2 separate regions of the Pan troglodytes genome follow, and region 1 is linked to region 2. The links are chromatin contacts, called in public Hi-C maps. All regions are on one chromosome and are shown on one strand. The core of a region is the stretch at or near the end of the contact, and the rest is flanking DNA. Distances in the headings are between cores, read along the strand shown. Region 1 holds the start of LOC104001423. Region 2 overlaps TSPAN9 (tetraspanin 9).

The links. A called contact is a pair of places that touch in the nucleus more often than the background predicts.
Region 1: a Hi-C map of induced pluripotent stem cells shows a contact between it and region 2, with 4 times the contacts expected there. The contact joins the promoter of LOC104001423 here to the enhancer-like site in region 2. A contact is called at or near these places in 5 of 7 Hi-C or Micro-C datasets (blood, induced pluripotent stem cells, a lymphoblastoid cell line and 1 more) and 1 of 1 other capture datasets (stem cell-derived neural stem cells).

What each region holds. Positions count from the first base shown.
Region 1 is chr10:10,457,115-10,461,329 of NHGRI_mPanTro3-v2.0_pri, reverse strand. LOC104001423 reads right to left here and starts at 2,601. Exons shown (of 3, transcript XM_016924764.3): 1 at 2,424-2,601; 2 at 1,303-1,467; 3 at 1-773. The coding sequence starts at 2,601. The coding sequence ends at 277. TSPAN9 (tetraspanin 9) reads right to left here. Exons shown (of 8, transcript XM_016922800.4): 7 at 3,990-4,073; 8 at 1-2,762. The coding sequence ends at 2,691.
Region 2 is chr10:10,310,448-10,314,572 of NHGRI_mPanTro3-v2.0_pri, reverse strand. All of the region lies in intron 1 of TSPAN9 (tetraspanin 9), which reads right to left. Among named protein-coding and RNA genes, the nearest start is that of TSPAN9, 60 kb to the right of the region's middle. Within about 2 kb of position 2,757, at least 6 of the 24 cell types and tissues checked have an H3K27ac peak or open chromatin away from gene starts, as enhancers often do. A contact at or near this core is called in induced pluripotent stem cells and stem cell-derived neural stem cells, where this site is marked.

The sequences.
Region 1 (4,215 bases), core at 1,352-3,851, 150 kb before region 2:
AGCGGATGCCCCCCTGCAGTCCTCTACAAACCCTGAGGGACTTTCTGAGACAAGTGTGTAAATTGCTCACATCAGACCTGATTGAACTAACTCTGGCAAAGGGAGCCGTGAGTGAGGGAATTCTCTCAGGGGAATTCTGCCCCAGTGAGATCACAGTCAGGAGAAACTGAAGAGAGGCTGTGCCACCTTCACTGGCATCGCTGGGTGTGGCCCTCTGAGCGGAAGGGGCTTGGAGGAACACCCACTCTGTGCACACAGACTCCCGCCCAATGTAGACTAAGCCAAATAACAAAACGGCCAAGCGCAGAGTGAGTAAAGAAGGCAGCGTGGGGTCCTGTAGATGAGGCTCTGCAAACAGACGGATGAGGTGGGGGCTGGTGGGGGCACTGCGGCAAAGGCTCTGGGGCCAGAGGCCACCCCTGAAGCACTCCAGAAACAGAAAAGATTTTCAGGGAGGTTGCACATCTCCCAATGCACTAGGCTTTTGCTGTTGATATTAACAAAAATTAAAAATTGCATTGATAGGCATAAACCAACCCACCCACCCCACCCACAGCAAAAAACGCACGAGGCCTCGGGTCCCACCGTGCAACTGCAGCACTTGTGTGCTGAGTCTCTCCGCCCGGATGTGTCTGCTCCGGAACCTGCACTTTGGGGGTTCCTGCGGAGGCGGCTGAAACTCCTTACCAGGAAGCCAGGCCAGGGGACAAGGGCAGGGCAGCTTTGCTCAAATGTGGGCCTCCCCCGCGTTCCATCAGCACCACTGCCCCTGTCTCAGGGAAGCGGTCTTTACCCTGCCCAACTCACAAGACCACCCTACTCTCCACTCCCACCCCCGCAAAACACGAATCCTGATAATGCCAACGGTTCTGTCCTCCTGTTCCCGATTTGTGTGTTACTTAAGGTGAACAGAGGAGTGACTGGTGCTGGGTGGCCGTGTCTCAGCTCTTGGATCAGACAGGCAGGTGGAGGCTGGAGAAGAGACCTGGCCCCAGTGGGAAACCAGGGTGACAAGACAAACTGTATAGGAAAGGCAGCCGCCCACCAAGGTCCCACCTGATCAAGTGCAGCAGACGCTGGCTAGCGGGTGAGGTCCCCGTGCTCAGTCCCACGGATTCGCGACCTTTTTGAACGGCAAAACAGTAAGCCAGACCAGCTGCAGTTTGGAGGGGGCGCCCTGCTGCAGCTGAATCCCACTCCTGGCCTCACTCCCCAGCCCGTTTCTCTCCCAGGCCCAGCTCTGCACGTGCGTGACTCCAGCTGCTTTCTTCCCGTGGCTCCGGCAACAAGAGCCAGTCTGACCTCTCTTGGGTTTTCTGTATTTCTTCTCCTTGGGATCACAGATGATATAATCGCCACCCAACCCACTGCTGATGTCCATGGCCCCAGGGAAGGAGGCGAAGATCTTGGGACCCAGGTGGACGTGATTCCCTCCTTCCCAGCAGGGCAACCCACAGCTGAGCAAGGCTGGTGGGGAGGACCGTGGGTCCTCACCCCTGTGGGTCCCCTGCCACTGTCCCAGCACAGCAAAACCTAAGGACTGCTTCCCCTTCCAGAAGCAAGGGAGAAAGTGAGCAGCATCCGAACTAGAGAGGTATTTGTCTGACAGTTTCTAGCAGGAATGTCTGTGAAATAACTGGGGTGTGCAGAACCTGTTGTGGGAATACCCACATGGGGTGGAAGGGGAAGCCTCGAGTGCCAGCAGAGAGCGGGAGGAAGGAAGAATGAAAAAACCAACAACTGCTCATCAGTGAAAAGTCTAAGGACCCCTCTAGCTCTGCCACAGCACCGTGGGGCCCCCCTGCCCTGGCATTTCCAGCTCGATTGGTTAGCAAACGCCACCTCCCGTGCAGGGGCACCTCCAGCCTGCTTCACGCTCCACCCGCCTCTCCCAGGCTCCTGTCCTCAGACACCAGGCCTGGCAAGGTCCCGTGTCCTGTCCACGCCCCCTTCTTCCCACACGTTCTGAGGGCGCAGGCGCGCCCCATCCGAGAGCCTCCTGGGTGTCGCACGGTGGTCTGTCCTGATAGAGACTGGACAGATGTCCTCTCTTCCCACCCATCCCTCACCCTCAGGGGAAAAAAGTCAAACCATTAAAGAAATCAACACAGTAAAAAGTTACAAATCAGAAATCTAACCCTAAACTTATCTGAGAGATAATATTCCTGAATAATCATAGAGTAAAATAAAATAAAAAAGTTACATTGTAAGGTATAAAAAGCCTGGGCGAGATGCTCCAGGGGCCTTGCCCAGAGGCCGGCAGACCCCCGCCCCGCCAGGTGCCCCATGGTGGCACCCCCCGCTGGGGCGGTATCTCCACGGGGCGGGCACTCTGCTCCCCACCCCATGTGGGGACAAAGTGTCAGTGTGAGGAAGGGCAGGGGCAGAAGCCCATCAGTGCCGGGGGTTCCTCCTGAGCGCACCCCAGCCCACCCTGTCGTCTTTGGCAAATACGCATATGCAGATGCAGGAATCCAGGGGCCCCGAGCCCCAGGTCTCCGTGTGCCTCCTCCTCCCTGGCACTCCACCCACTGAGAAGTCCGAGGCTGAGGCAGGGTAGGTGGGGTAGGGCAGGCTGTGGGGGGTGGGTGCAGGGGTCATATCTGGAGAGCGCAGGCAGGCGACACAAGGCTCAATCCTCTTCCCTCCACAGGGCAGCAGGGCGGGGTGGGCACTCCCGGCCAGCCCGCTCATGCGTCGTACTTCTTACCAGTCCGGTGGATGTGCTGGAAGAGGGTCATGGAGAAGGCCATGCCCAGGATCTGAAAGACACGGGGAGGGGCCTGAGGCAGGAGCTGCAGCAGCCTGGACCTGACCTCAGCCCCGAGAGGCTTGGGATGTCACAGGGCACCTAGAGCAAGCGGGGATGGCCACTGGTGTGCCAGGAAAATGCTTATGGAATGAAGACATGAAGAAAACCGTGAACAGAGGTCACCCTGGAGACACACACAGGTGAACTCTGGCTCAGCCTCGTAGGGCTGTTAGACCAGAAGCCATCGAACCTCTGCGGGATGCACACGCGTGCCTACTCAGAGGGGCGCGGCAGGCACGGAATGCACGGAGGACCTGGCTCTACGTGGGGGCTCACAGGAGCCAAGGTGGGGAGTGGGAGGTGGCAGGGATCATTCAGGACTCAGGCCAGCCGGGCACGGTGGCACTTTAGGAGGCCAAGGTGGGAGGATGGCTTGAGATCGGCCTGGGCAATAGAGGGAGACTCCATCTGTTTTTGAAAAAAAGTTGTAAATCATTCAGGTATGGTGGTGTATATGCCTGTAGTCCCAGCTACTTGAGAGGCTGAAGTGGGACGACAGCTTAAGCCCAGGAGTTTGTGGCTGCAGCGAGCTATGACGGCGCCACCGCACTCCAGCCTGAGCAACAAAGTGAGACCCTGTCTCTTAAAAAAAGAAAAATAAAGGACTCCTGTCAAGCCTCTCTTGTCTGCTTGTGGAATACATGGTGCGATGTCTTGGCAGCAGCAGGGCTGTCTTTCCAGTGATGTGTGGTCAGGACCATGTCACTACTTGTTTGTGTCCCTTCCCTCCTGAATCCTCAAAGGAGCTGGGGACCCAGAGGAGTGCAGAAGGCAGAAGGAAGCCCGGTGTGGTCTCACGGTCACCACAGAGAGTGTGCCATGTGCACAGGCTGTAAAGATGGTGACCGGGGGACACTGTGTGTGTCTTGCATGGCTCTCTGAGCTCAAGGTTTGGGCAGAACTGGGGGAACCCACGGGGGTTGACTCCAGCTTCAATATCCCAGCCTGGGCCTGGCCACAGGCAGCCCTGAGCACCACTTTCAGTGCTGAGTAGACACGTGCTCTCACATCAGAGCTCTGCGGAAACGGTGGCAGGCACAGCTGCTAAGCTTGAATAGCTGTGATGAATTCCAGACCCTCCGCCGTGTACCAACACTGCTTTCACTTCTCTGTGCTTCCTTCCCTCTGCGGCTGAGGCCAGCAGGGTGGGCGAGGCTGCTGGGGACGCCCCTCTTACCTGCATGATGAGGATGCACATCCCCACCGTGCCCAGCACGTGCTTATTGTCATCGAACCACATCTTCAGCTTTTCATAGCAGCCCTGGGGAGCGAGGCCCACGAGGTTAGGGTCCCAGCCCAAGCACGCGCTCCCTGCAGCCCAGCCCCCACCTCACTCTCTCCTTCCACCTCGTCCTCGCTCTTACCTCCCAGCCCTCCCTGGCCTCAGCCCTGTCCCCCTCCCT
Region 2 (4,125 bases), core at 1,508-4,007:
CACGGGCCACGCTCTGGGTAGTAATCTGATGATTACTTGCACCCGATTGTCCTGGTGGCTGCCCTGAGATACCCTTCCTAGGCCTAAGCAAGCAGGCTTCCCCAGGTGTGTGGATGAGCTAAGGCGATAGTGCAAAGCAAATTCTGCAGCGGGGAGAGTGGATCTGCCCAGGGACCAGCTGGAGCTGATGCTCCTGGGGAGGCCACGTGGGTGCAACGGCCTGAGCCCCTGACGGTCAGCTGCAGGGGCTAGAGAGTCACCTGCTGTGAAGGAACAGAAAAGCTATCTGAGGCCAGGCACGGTGGCTCCTGCCTGTAATCCTAACACTAGGGGAGGCCGAGGGAGGTGGGTCACCTGAGCTCAGGAGTTTGAGACCAGCCTGGGCAGCATGGTGAAACCCTATCTCTACCAAAAATACAAAAAAATGAGCTGGGCATAGTGGCTCACACCTGTGGTCCCAGCTACTCGGGAGGCTGAGGTGGGAGGACGGCTTGAGCCTGGGAGTCACACCACTGCACTCCAGCCTGGGTGACAGAGCAAGACCCTGTCTCAAAAAAAAGAAAAAAAGGAAAAGTTATCTGAGGGGATGCAGGGAGTTGAGGGGACCCTTGAGGCTGAGCATTAGGCCAAGGGCCAGGTCAAGAAGGAGCAGAGGGCAGCGCAGCCTGAAGCGAATCCCACCATCCCCAGGCTGGCCGACTGCAAGCCCCTCCACTGCACGGCAGGGGACACTTGGGGAAGGCTGGCCACTGGCAGGGTGAGGGGAGGAGGGGGAGGGGGAGGTGTGAACAGAAAAGGGGGAAATCTAATTAGAACTGGTTCCTACTCAGTCACCTGCTGAAAACCACAGCTCACCAACACTTGGACGGAAGGATCGAGAACAACCCTGCCAAGGATTTCTCTCCATGGTCTCAGACAGAGGAAGAGAGGAAACAAGCTGAGCCTTCCCTGGATACCGCCCCCCACCAAAAGCAAAACAGCCATGAAGCTGAAACCTGAGAGGATGCCAAGGGGCAGCGGGAGGCAATTTACAGCCCAGAAAACTGAGCACTTGGGCCAGATGTGGGTTCTGGGGAGGGGCTGGGGCACAGCGTGTAGGGAGGGTGGGGGAGCAGGCCCAGAGAAACCCTCCTCAGGGCGTCCACAGCCTGTAGCCCTGGGCTCTGAGCTGGGGAGCAGGGTGCAGCTTTCCGCCTGCCTGAAGAAGAACAGAGCAGGGGCTGAGGGGCGGAGAACAGGGTCCAGGACCCACCCTGCCCACAGGGCTTGGAACCTTCGGCCAGCAGTCAGACAAGGGCAGGGAAAGAAAGCCAAGCAAAGGGAAGGAGGTAGATGGGGCAAAACAAAGAAGAAACAGGGTAGCCCGGATGCGGTGGCTCACTGTGGGAGGCTAAGGTGGGCGAATCACTTGAGCCACGACTTTGAGACAAGCCTGGCCAAGATGACGAAACCCCATCTCTACAAAAATACAAAAAAGGAAAAAAAAGGCCCCCTTTTTTTTTTTGTATGGCGGATATGGTGGCACGTGCCTATAGTCCCAGACACCAAATACTTGGGAGTCTGAGGAGGGAGGATTACTTGAGCCCAGGAGGTGAAGGCTGCACATGACTACCCCACTGCACTCCTGCCTGGGTGACAGCACGAGGCCCTGTCTCAAAAAAAAGAAAAAAAGAAACAGGAGGAGAGAGCCCAGCGAGGAGACAGGACTGGGCAGAGCTGGGCACTGGGGCCTCTTCCCATCCCACCAATTCACCCTGGACTAGCCCCCTCCTCTAACCGACTCCGGGAGGTGGTGAATGACCCGCAGTGAGGAGACTGAGCTCACTCTCCTTCTCAGCTGGGCCCTGCACTTCCCAGCCAGCCCCAGGGCTCTCGTCTCCTCGGCACTAAGGAGATGCCTCATTCCTAACAGGTGTGCCAGCTACACCCGCCCCAGGCAGAGGGGCCAGCCCAGGGGTGGAAAAATCACACTACCAAACCCACGGGCAGAGTCCTCCATTCCAGAACGGGCACCGCTGGGCACTGCCCCCTCACCACCCATGGACGACAAATGCAGTCCTAGGCTCCTGAAGGGAGTGCTGAGGCCCAGAGAAGGCAAGGATGGTCCTGGGGTCACACAGCCAGTGAGGGGGACAGCGGGACCCAGACACCCGACTCCTCACATGACCTTCCTCGGAGGCTCAGAGCCAGCAGCAGCCCCTGTTTAAGGAAACAAAGCTGCCCCTCTCTTGAGCTTCAAGGGGCCTGGGATAGGACGAGGGAAGGAAGTCAAGCCCCTGAAGAGCTGCATGCAGAAATCCGTGTGACAAGAGGTGGAATTATTTCCCCTGGAAAAAAATAAAAAGCCCTCCCTTAGCAGACCCCAGGGGTACTGGGCTGTAGGCTGATGTAATAGAGAGAGGAGAGGCCAAGAGGAAAGGAATCCCCCTTCCCTCTCAGCAAACCTACTGCCAGGAGCACAACAGGGAGGACGCAGCTGGAGCAGGGGGTGGGGGAGATGAGCCAAGCAGGATGTTGGAGCCTGGGATAGAGCCCTCCTCCATCTGGCTGGAAAGCAGAAGCCTTTGAACTGCAACCCAGGGGGTAGCACTCCCTTGGGGCCCAAATCTGGGCCTGGCATGGATGTGGGGTGCCCACAGCAGAGTATGTATCTACAAGGGCTGTGTCAGCTGGAAAAACCCGCAGGATGTGAAGCCACATGGGAGGCAGGCAGCAGGAGGCGGGGCTCTGGGAAGGGCGAGGAGTCAGGACAGTGGCCTGGGCTCCAGGGGCAGGCACTTATGTGTTCCAGTGAGAGAGTGGTGAGGCCTGGGGCAGCCAGGAGAGCGTGGCCCAGGGAAACGTGGGCAGGGCCCAGCTGCGGGAGCTCCAGGGAAGCTGACATGCCCAAGTGGGCCCTGTCTCCACACCCCAGAGAGGGTGGGATGGGGGCGGAAGCCCAAGGCCTCAAGAACACCCATCCCAGAGAGGAGACGACAAGGAGCCCAGGAGCCATCCACTGCTGCCCCTTAGCTTGGAAGGTCCTGCCCCTGAGAAGGTCCAATTGGAAAGAGGGTCCCGGCCACAGTCCCCTGCCTCAGTTGATCCCAGAGTAGCAGTGGTAGCTCCACAGGCCAACTGGGATTCAGATCCCACCACAAGCACACGATGCCCTTCCAGACCCGAAGCCTTCACAGCAGGACTGGACGGAGCAGGGGTTCTGGCAGCTGGGACCACCTGGCGGCTCCACAGTGCACAGTGGGAACTGTTTCTCCAGCCCTGCCTTAGAGGGGGTCCCCAGCCAATGTGCCCCCCACCCCTGCCTCCAGCTGAGGGGTACACTACGGCGGGAGCAGATGGCTGCGGTCACCACCTCCTCATTCTCGCACTCTCTCCCTCCAGCTCCTGTTTACTTACTGGCTGGGCAGGAGCTTCAGCTTCCCACGGGCACCTGCACATGTGTTCCTCTTACAGAGGGTTTGGGAACAGAATAGATTTTCTGACAGTTGCCCTGACCTCAGGCATCTGAGGGCTCCTCTCCCTCCTTCCAACCCTACTCATGCAAACCCGCTTCACTACAAAAGGAGAGCCACCCCGACTCAGAATCTAATGACAGGGTTTGGTGTCCTGTCTTTGCAATGCTGGAGGCATCCTTCACTTCTCTGAGCCTCAACTTCCTCATCTGCAAAAAGGAGGATCCCCCAGAACCTGACACAGGGGCTTGGGGGAGACCAATGAGACAAGGCATTTGAGGAAGAGCCACGTGAACTGTAACACAAACTGTCGAGCCCCACGCAAAGGCTTAAGAATGCCCACGATGAGTGGTGCGTGACTCATCCCGGGACTCTGGAGCCAGCCTGCCTGCATTCAAGGCCCCGCTCAGCTGCACCTGATTAGGAGGGATTCAGGGCTGCCCCTCAAAGAGGAGGAAACCAATAAATGTAAGCAAAGGAGTCAGGGCATCCCTGGCTCACGAAGTGCTTCCTACATGTTTGCTGTTACTGCATGTCACTGCTGATGTGCAGCATGGCCCTTGCTCTTACGCTGTTGTCCCTCCCAGGCCAGGAGCACTGCTTCCCACCACCACAGTGCCCTCAATAACTGCACAGGTTACCAAGCCGGGGACTCCTCAGGGAGCAACAGGAC